Linked DNA regions of Canis lupus: region 1 is linked to region 2. The links are chromatin contacts, called in public Hi-C maps. All regions are on one chromosome and are shown on one strand. The core of a region is the stretch at or near the end of the contact, and the rest is flanking DNA. Distances in the headings are between cores, read along the strand shown. Region 1 has its middle 300 kb from the start of ETS1. Region 2 overlaps KCNJ1 (ATP-sensitive inward rectifier potassium channel 1).

What was found. A called contact is a pair of places that touch in the nucleus more often than the background predicts.
Region 1: a contact with region 2 is called in a Hi-C map of skin fibroblasts, with 3 times the contacts expected there. The contact joins two enhancer-like sites. A contact is called at or near these places in 4 of 9 Hi-C or Micro-C datasets (amygdala, blood and skin fibroblasts).

What each region holds. Positions count from the first base shown.
Region 1 is chr5:6,386,578-6,389,665 of UU_Cfam_GSD_1.0, forward strand. No RefSeq gene overlaps it. Among named protein-coding and RNA genes, the nearest start is that of ETS1, 300 kb to the left of the region's middle. Within about 2 kb of position 1,749, at least 5 of the 20 cell types and tissues checked have an H3K27ac peak or open chromatin away from gene starts, as enhancers often do. A contact at or near this core is called in blood, where this site is marked.
Region 2 is chr5:5,839,353-5,842,895 of UU_Cfam_GSD_1.0, forward strand. All of the region lies in intron 2 of KCNJ1 (ATP-sensitive inward rectifier potassium channel 1), which reads left to right. Among named protein-coding and RNA genes, the nearest start is that of KCNJ1, 26 kb to the left of the region's middle. Within about 2 kb of position 2,254, at least 2 of the 20 cell types and tissues checked have an H3K27ac peak or open chromatin away from gene starts, as enhancers often do. A contact at or near this core is called in blood, where this site is marked.

The DNA.
Region 1 (3,088 bases), core at 499-2,998, 550 kb after region 2:
AAGTATCGTCTTGCATCCTACTTTGCACTCTTGTATCTTATCATTGTTCATTAGTTCATGGCCATTTCTTATTTCCCTCAAACAATGGTACAGCCCCTGAGGGCAGAGGCTTTAGGAATGCTGGCACCGTGTTCCCCAGGTTGGGCCATTCATGCTTCTTCTCAGCACGTGCGTCATGGCCACATGGGAATATCATTGTGGCTTGAAATTCAGTGTTTGTTCAGAGCCAGGCATTCTCATAAAGGCAGCCAAAGAAGAGCGTCCTGGATCACTTACAAGTAATTTAGATATTATTTTCCTAATCTTTGCATGAAAACTCCATGATGTCTGTCTCATACTTGGGTCCATTTTTTTTTTTGTCCCCTCTCTCTCAACTCTTTCTGTCTGTCCCTTACCCTTTTCTCCCCCTTCCCTCTCTGTTTTACAAAAGTAGAGACAAAAGTTACCGGAAGTCTCAATTGTCAGACTTCAAAGTCTTTGCTAAACATTTGACATTTGATGGTGTGTCCCCCTCCCTTCCTCCTCACCCCCATCTCGCTTGCATGGGCACAAGTCTCAGAGAGATAACCATATCAGGCAGATTAAATGAAGCTTGTTTCCTTCTAAATTTGCGTCCTCCCACACAGTGTGGCTCTGTGCCCTGGGGTTGGTAGTGCACCTCGGTGCACCAAGACCTCTATTGACTTTCAGGTGGAGGCAGTGGGCTAGAAATGGTAGAAGAAGCTGGATTCTCCAGACAGAAATCATGGACCTTTTGCATCAGAAAGATCCTAACAGAAAGTCTTGTCTAACATTCCCGTTTTCTGGATGAGGAAACCATGGCCTGGAGAGCTCAACAAACTGTCTCAAATCAGAATTAGATAACCAATACATAGCGCAGCCACTAGAAGCCAGAAGTCCCCTAATATCCAGTCTGCTGTTCTTTCTACATCCACATAAAGGCTGAGAAACTACAAACTTCAGCAATAACACTGAAAGTTCAGGGTGGGCTTCTCCAGTATCCAAGTAGACAAAACTGTCCCATGAGTTCATCAGGGTGACACAGAGAATTTATCCTCTGGCAACCTACCCTGGAAGACACCTAGAATAGCTGCTTCCTACGTGGCTCGGGGTCTGCCAAAGGGGGAAGTGGCTGGTTCTCTCTCTGTAGAGGGCGTGTGCATGCCAGATTCTCCCACGTGTTGTGTGGTGTTGCCCAGGACATGAGTGACACCTACAGCCTGCTTCCAACCCACTGGAGATGGGTTGGGTTTAATGCTGAGGCATCATGACAATCCCAACCAGGAGAGGGAAGCTGGAGGCACCGGAAATAGGGCTGGGGTCCTAAGACAGAAGAGTACACAGCTCCCTACTGGGAAGTGCACAGTGTTGTCTCAAATGCCCTTCAGGAGGACAGAGATTCCACTTCTGGAATCTTTTACTTTAGTTCTATAGGGGATTTTAGAATGGACTCTATAGAGAAATAAGAATGACTCCAACAATGGCAACTCCTTACTAGAAATTGGAAGATTAGATAGGGGTAATAGTTGGAGGAGGGAAATGGAGAGACACCCACCCCCCTAAATCTTGGCTGTCTCCATTCTCTTCCTTCTAGCAGGTTTGTGAGCATACACATGCACGCGCGCGCACACACACACACACACACACACCTGTTTCCCCTCGTGCTGCCTGGAAGACAACCAGAGGTTGGCAAGCCCTCATTCATCTGCCACCAACTGGCTGAAGTAAATCTGTCATGCAGAGCTGCATGTTCCCTGTCACCTGTGTGGGCACCTAAAGAGCATTAGCTCAGTGGGGATGTCCATAGCTTCCAGCCAGCCTTCTGCTTTTATAAGGTTTGGTGAATCTCGCCCACCAGAGGCCTCATGGGCACCTGTAGCTCTCACATGTAAATTAGTTTTGTGCTTTTTAAAAGTCTGTTCATGTCCCATACTCCCAGCTTCCAGGGACCTTCTGAGGTAGGAGAACCTCCCACTTGATCACCACTCTGCCTGTGTGCTTCCCAGTCAGAGAGGACAATTTTTCAGAAAACTATTTTTAGAAATAGTAACCTCAGAATAAACACAGCACACCAGATGCTGGTGTTTTTCTGGGGCAACTGAGCTGAGGATCATTTGTTTAAAGAGAAAGGTAAAACAGTCAACATTGCAAGGGCGATGCTTTGCAGACTGCTGGGTTTTACTCCCTCTAGTGGCAAGATTTTAGAACACATGACTCCCCCTTGACCCAGACTATTAAGACTTCATTGTGGGCAGAAGTTTTACGTGAACTTGATTTTATATCTAGGCTTCTAGTTTGAAGAGTAAGGACAGATTGAGCCCTAATTTGATGGGTACAAAATGTGTTAAACATATCAGGGCAATCTGCCTATTTTCCTTATTTCTGGAAGGATTGATTGCTAAATAAAACTATATGCTGAAAATGAGGTTTTAGTAATACTGCTGGGTACTTCTGTTTAAACAAAATCTATTCCTTAAGCAGAATATGCATATAATAGAGGAAACTGATAAGGTAAATTGCATAGCATACACCTCTTTCCTAAGTGCAGGCCAGTGGTTCTGCTAGCTCCATAAAGTACAGGATAAAAAAGAACAAGTTAGAGGTGGGGATTGTCAGCCCAATATTGTAACAAGAACACAACAAAACAATAACAGAAAAACTCTCTGACTGTAAGATTTAAGAGGCTAGAGACAACTTACCTAAAGTCACCAAGGTTTTCCTTTTCAGGAAGCTTTAATTATATTTCTTACAATCATTTATTTTTTCTTGTTAAACTTGGTTCCAGCCTGCAAAAAGACAACAGAAGAAACTAAATGAGTTTTATAGACCTCAGGTCTAAGATTCAACAGTGCAGTGCTGTACGAGTTTTCTGGCTCAGAGAAAGCTGAGAGTGGAAAGGTCTTCGCTGGCCTGAAGCCCTTAGTCCTCAAATCAGAGCTGCTCCTCAGTGTGGAAAGAGCAGATGGACAGTTCTCTAGTTACATTATAAATGACTGGGTTTCTCCTACAACTTGGCTATGGCTTACTAGTATCTGGGTGACAGAGTAAAACCAACATGACTGTGGCTGACAGGAGGGAAAACATGTGC
Region 2 (3,543 bases), core at 1,004-3,503:
CACATTGTACTTGCTGATTTCCTGAGCTCACTTCCCCATTTGACATGAGCCCCTTGAGAATGGCAGCAGATTGTATTTGTTGTTGAAATCATACACAATAAGCATACACTCGATGTTTGGAAAGTTTACAGAAAGTCTATTTTCTGAGAACGGACTCTTTACAGAACAAGCATACTGGAGCACTGAAGAAAAAAAATGGCAATAATACAATTCACTTGCTTTGCCAGACCGCTAAGAGTACCTCGGTAAATATTAGCTAATGTCCAGCCCTTTGCTTGCTATTAAGATTTACTGATTTCAATAGAAAGTAACCTAAAAGCTGTACCTGTTACACAACCCAGATACCACGGCCAATCTCTGACCGCCCCATAGTACAAAAAATACACATTGGCTCTGTCTGTGGTTAGATTAGATCATTGTCTAAGCAAAGTAGGCTCTGTGCAGATTATAATGGGTCTGCCAGGTGAATGATGGGTTTGGGCAAGGGATGGATGTATCCCACATTCTTATGTTCTCTAGGTATAATTCTTCTCACTCTTTGAATAAACAAGTCAACAGCATTGGCTAACCCGGTGCATGTGAAAAGCACGTCCGGTAAATGCCAGATTTTATAGAATAAATCCAACAATAAAGATTGCTTTTAGATCTGAGTTTCTTACATAACAGAGACTATTGTACAGAGAGAGTGGTCTGGTATCTCGTTTCTTCCTGGTGTGATCTTGCTTTCATCTTACAAATATGTACTGATCTAAGTCTATATATTCACCTGCATCTTTGTGAACACTTGGAAATCTCAGGATCTCAGCAGGTTTCAGAGAACAAGCTCAGAGATTGATGATAACTGATTCTTTCTGCTGCAAAGCTAATAGGCATGACCTATGAGAAACAGCAAGAGAGCTATATAGAGCGTGGCAAAGGAGAGGAGGAAAATGCTGGAACTCAATCCATGCCTGGTGCCCAGAGACCTTAGCTGGGGGGGTTGTCATGTCTTAGCATGACGGTATTCAAGCCATGTGAGGTTTGAAAAAAAAAATACATACTTGGCTTGGGGCTTGGTCTGAGAACAACCAATTGCCTTGGTTTAAACCACCCAACTCCACTATCAAATTAAGCATTTTTAAGTTAATACAAATTAGCATCAGTCCACTGACCAAAGCCTAAAATAAATTAGGGCCGAGTCTAAAAGAAATCAGCCTGCAGACAGAGACCAATTCCCAAGGCCACTTCCTTGCATTCCCCAGGCATGGATACATCGGGTCGGAATATGCTTAGGATGTTGGTAAGTGCAGAAGGTCTGGGGAAAGCATTATAAGCTGATTGCTTTTGTTTTAGCTCTTTGCAAGGCCAGGTGGATATTTGACTAGTAATGCAGGCATGGAGACCCAAATTTATCCAAGAGATAAATCAGAGGCTACTTCTTCACCCTATAGAAATATTCTTTATCTTCAAAAATGAAACGAACTTAAGAGAGACTAGAAGAGAAAAGGCATGAGGAAGAAAAACTCAGAAGTTGTGTTTCAGGAGCCATCACTGGAAATATAATAGGTGACAAAGAGAATGTGGATTCGCCTGATAAATGTTAGCTTGAGAACTTATTATCTTAGGTGACAACCACTCTATGAAAAGCTTTTAAAACAGTGTGAGCTAACTGGGTGGCAGGCACTAAGGAGAGCATGTGATGGAATAAGCACTATATGTTGGCCAATTGAATTTAAATTAAAAAAAAAAAGAAAGCAATGTGAGCTTTGATGAGCCCAAGAAAGGGAGGAAGCCCCCAGTGAATGTGAAGCAGGAGAAGCTATGTGTGTGCAGAGAAGGGAGAGAGCCAGGGGTTGGGGGAGAGTGGGGGGCAGATTCTTCTTCAGTGGTCCTCACCTGGGACCAACCCCTAAGACTCTTTGGGGACTTGAGGTCAATGAGGGTTGGGTGGGCTGTGGGCAGGGCCCTCTGAGTGTGTGCACTGCTGTTTGCTCTCCTGGTAGCATTTTCTTTCCTTGTATCTTTAGCGCTCGTCCTCAACATTTCAAATCACCATACCTGTGGTTTTTCCCTTCATGACTTCTACCTGGTGTTGGCTTCTTGTGTTTTCACCTAGTTGAAGGCTGTGAACAAAACACTGCGGGATAGGACTTTTGTTTAAAATTTATCACTAAGTTGGTTTCGCTTCCTGGTTTGTATGAATAAACACCTTTTTGAAGGGGGATTTTGAAATCTATTTTAGAAACATATTTGCATTTAATTAAAAATACCACGAAGACATTGCTCACCATGGTGGGCACACCTTGGAGTGGGGGAGGGCACGTCTCGGGGAGGAGGTAGTCTAGTGTTGATGACAGTGGGTTTCATCGTTGTTGGCTGTTTAGGGGAAAATCCCTTCACTTTTTTTGATGTAAACTGGAAGTCACAATAATATCATCAACAAGAAACCACTGATTAGATAGTATCTTGAAGAGCTCACTTTGTTCACGAATTATTCCATCTTATGTTCATTGAATAACTAGTAAAAGCGCCCATAGACTGTGCTAGCAGCTGGGATAGAGGAGTGAATAAAGCGTGGTTCTACCTTTATGCAGTATTATTTAAATCAGAGCTTCCCAGTCCTTCAGCTTAGAAGCAGGGAAGGAAGTGTGAGCTATTAGTGGTGATCACCATACTATTCCTTTCAGGAATCTTGGCATACCATGGAGAGAGAAAGGAAATAGGCTTGTAGCTCCACCAAGCAAACTTCTGTCATATGGTAGGACTTGACCAAATTGTATTGAGGAACTCTGTTCTAAATAGTCTCAAGCATTAAAAAAAAAAAAAGGAAGTTGACCAATACTTGTCTTAAAATGTTTCAGGCAAAACTGACTTGAGAATATAAAATTTAATAGCTGAGATGCAGCATGTTAGAAGTTCCTCTGGACTGGAAGCAGGGAACGTTATGTTTTATATTTTTGGTTGTTATCCTGCCTCTAGTTGGTACGTGACTTTGACTATGTCATTAAAATTTTCTGAATCTCAGTCCCTTCATTGGATAAATGAGAAAATTGAATTGGGCCAAGGTTTTTTAAAAAGATTTTATTTATTTATTTATGGATGAGAGACACACAGAGAGAGGCAGAGACATAGGCAGAGGGAGAACCAGGCTTCCTGTGGTGAGCCTGATGCGGGACTCGATCCCAGGACCCCAGGATCAGGACCTGAACCAAACAAAGGCAGATGCTCAACCACTGAGCCACCCAGGTGCTCCAGAGCCAAGATTTCTTTTGTTATTGAGTGATAATAGCAGTAAAGAGGAAGCTTTAGGTAGTATATTGGTGAACCTTTTTTATAGCTATTTATTTTTATATATCATGAAAAACAGAAATAGTACTTCCAGCTTCTGTTTCACAGATATTTTTGCTTAGCGCAAGCTAAATTTATTAAAGGAAAAGGAGAGTTAAAGAACAATATCAAATGAATCATAGCACAGGTCATAATTGGTTATCACAAACATTTTTAAGTGTCTGTGCCACTGACTATGGTCAGGAAACATTTGAATACATGCCCTCTTAAGCTTGT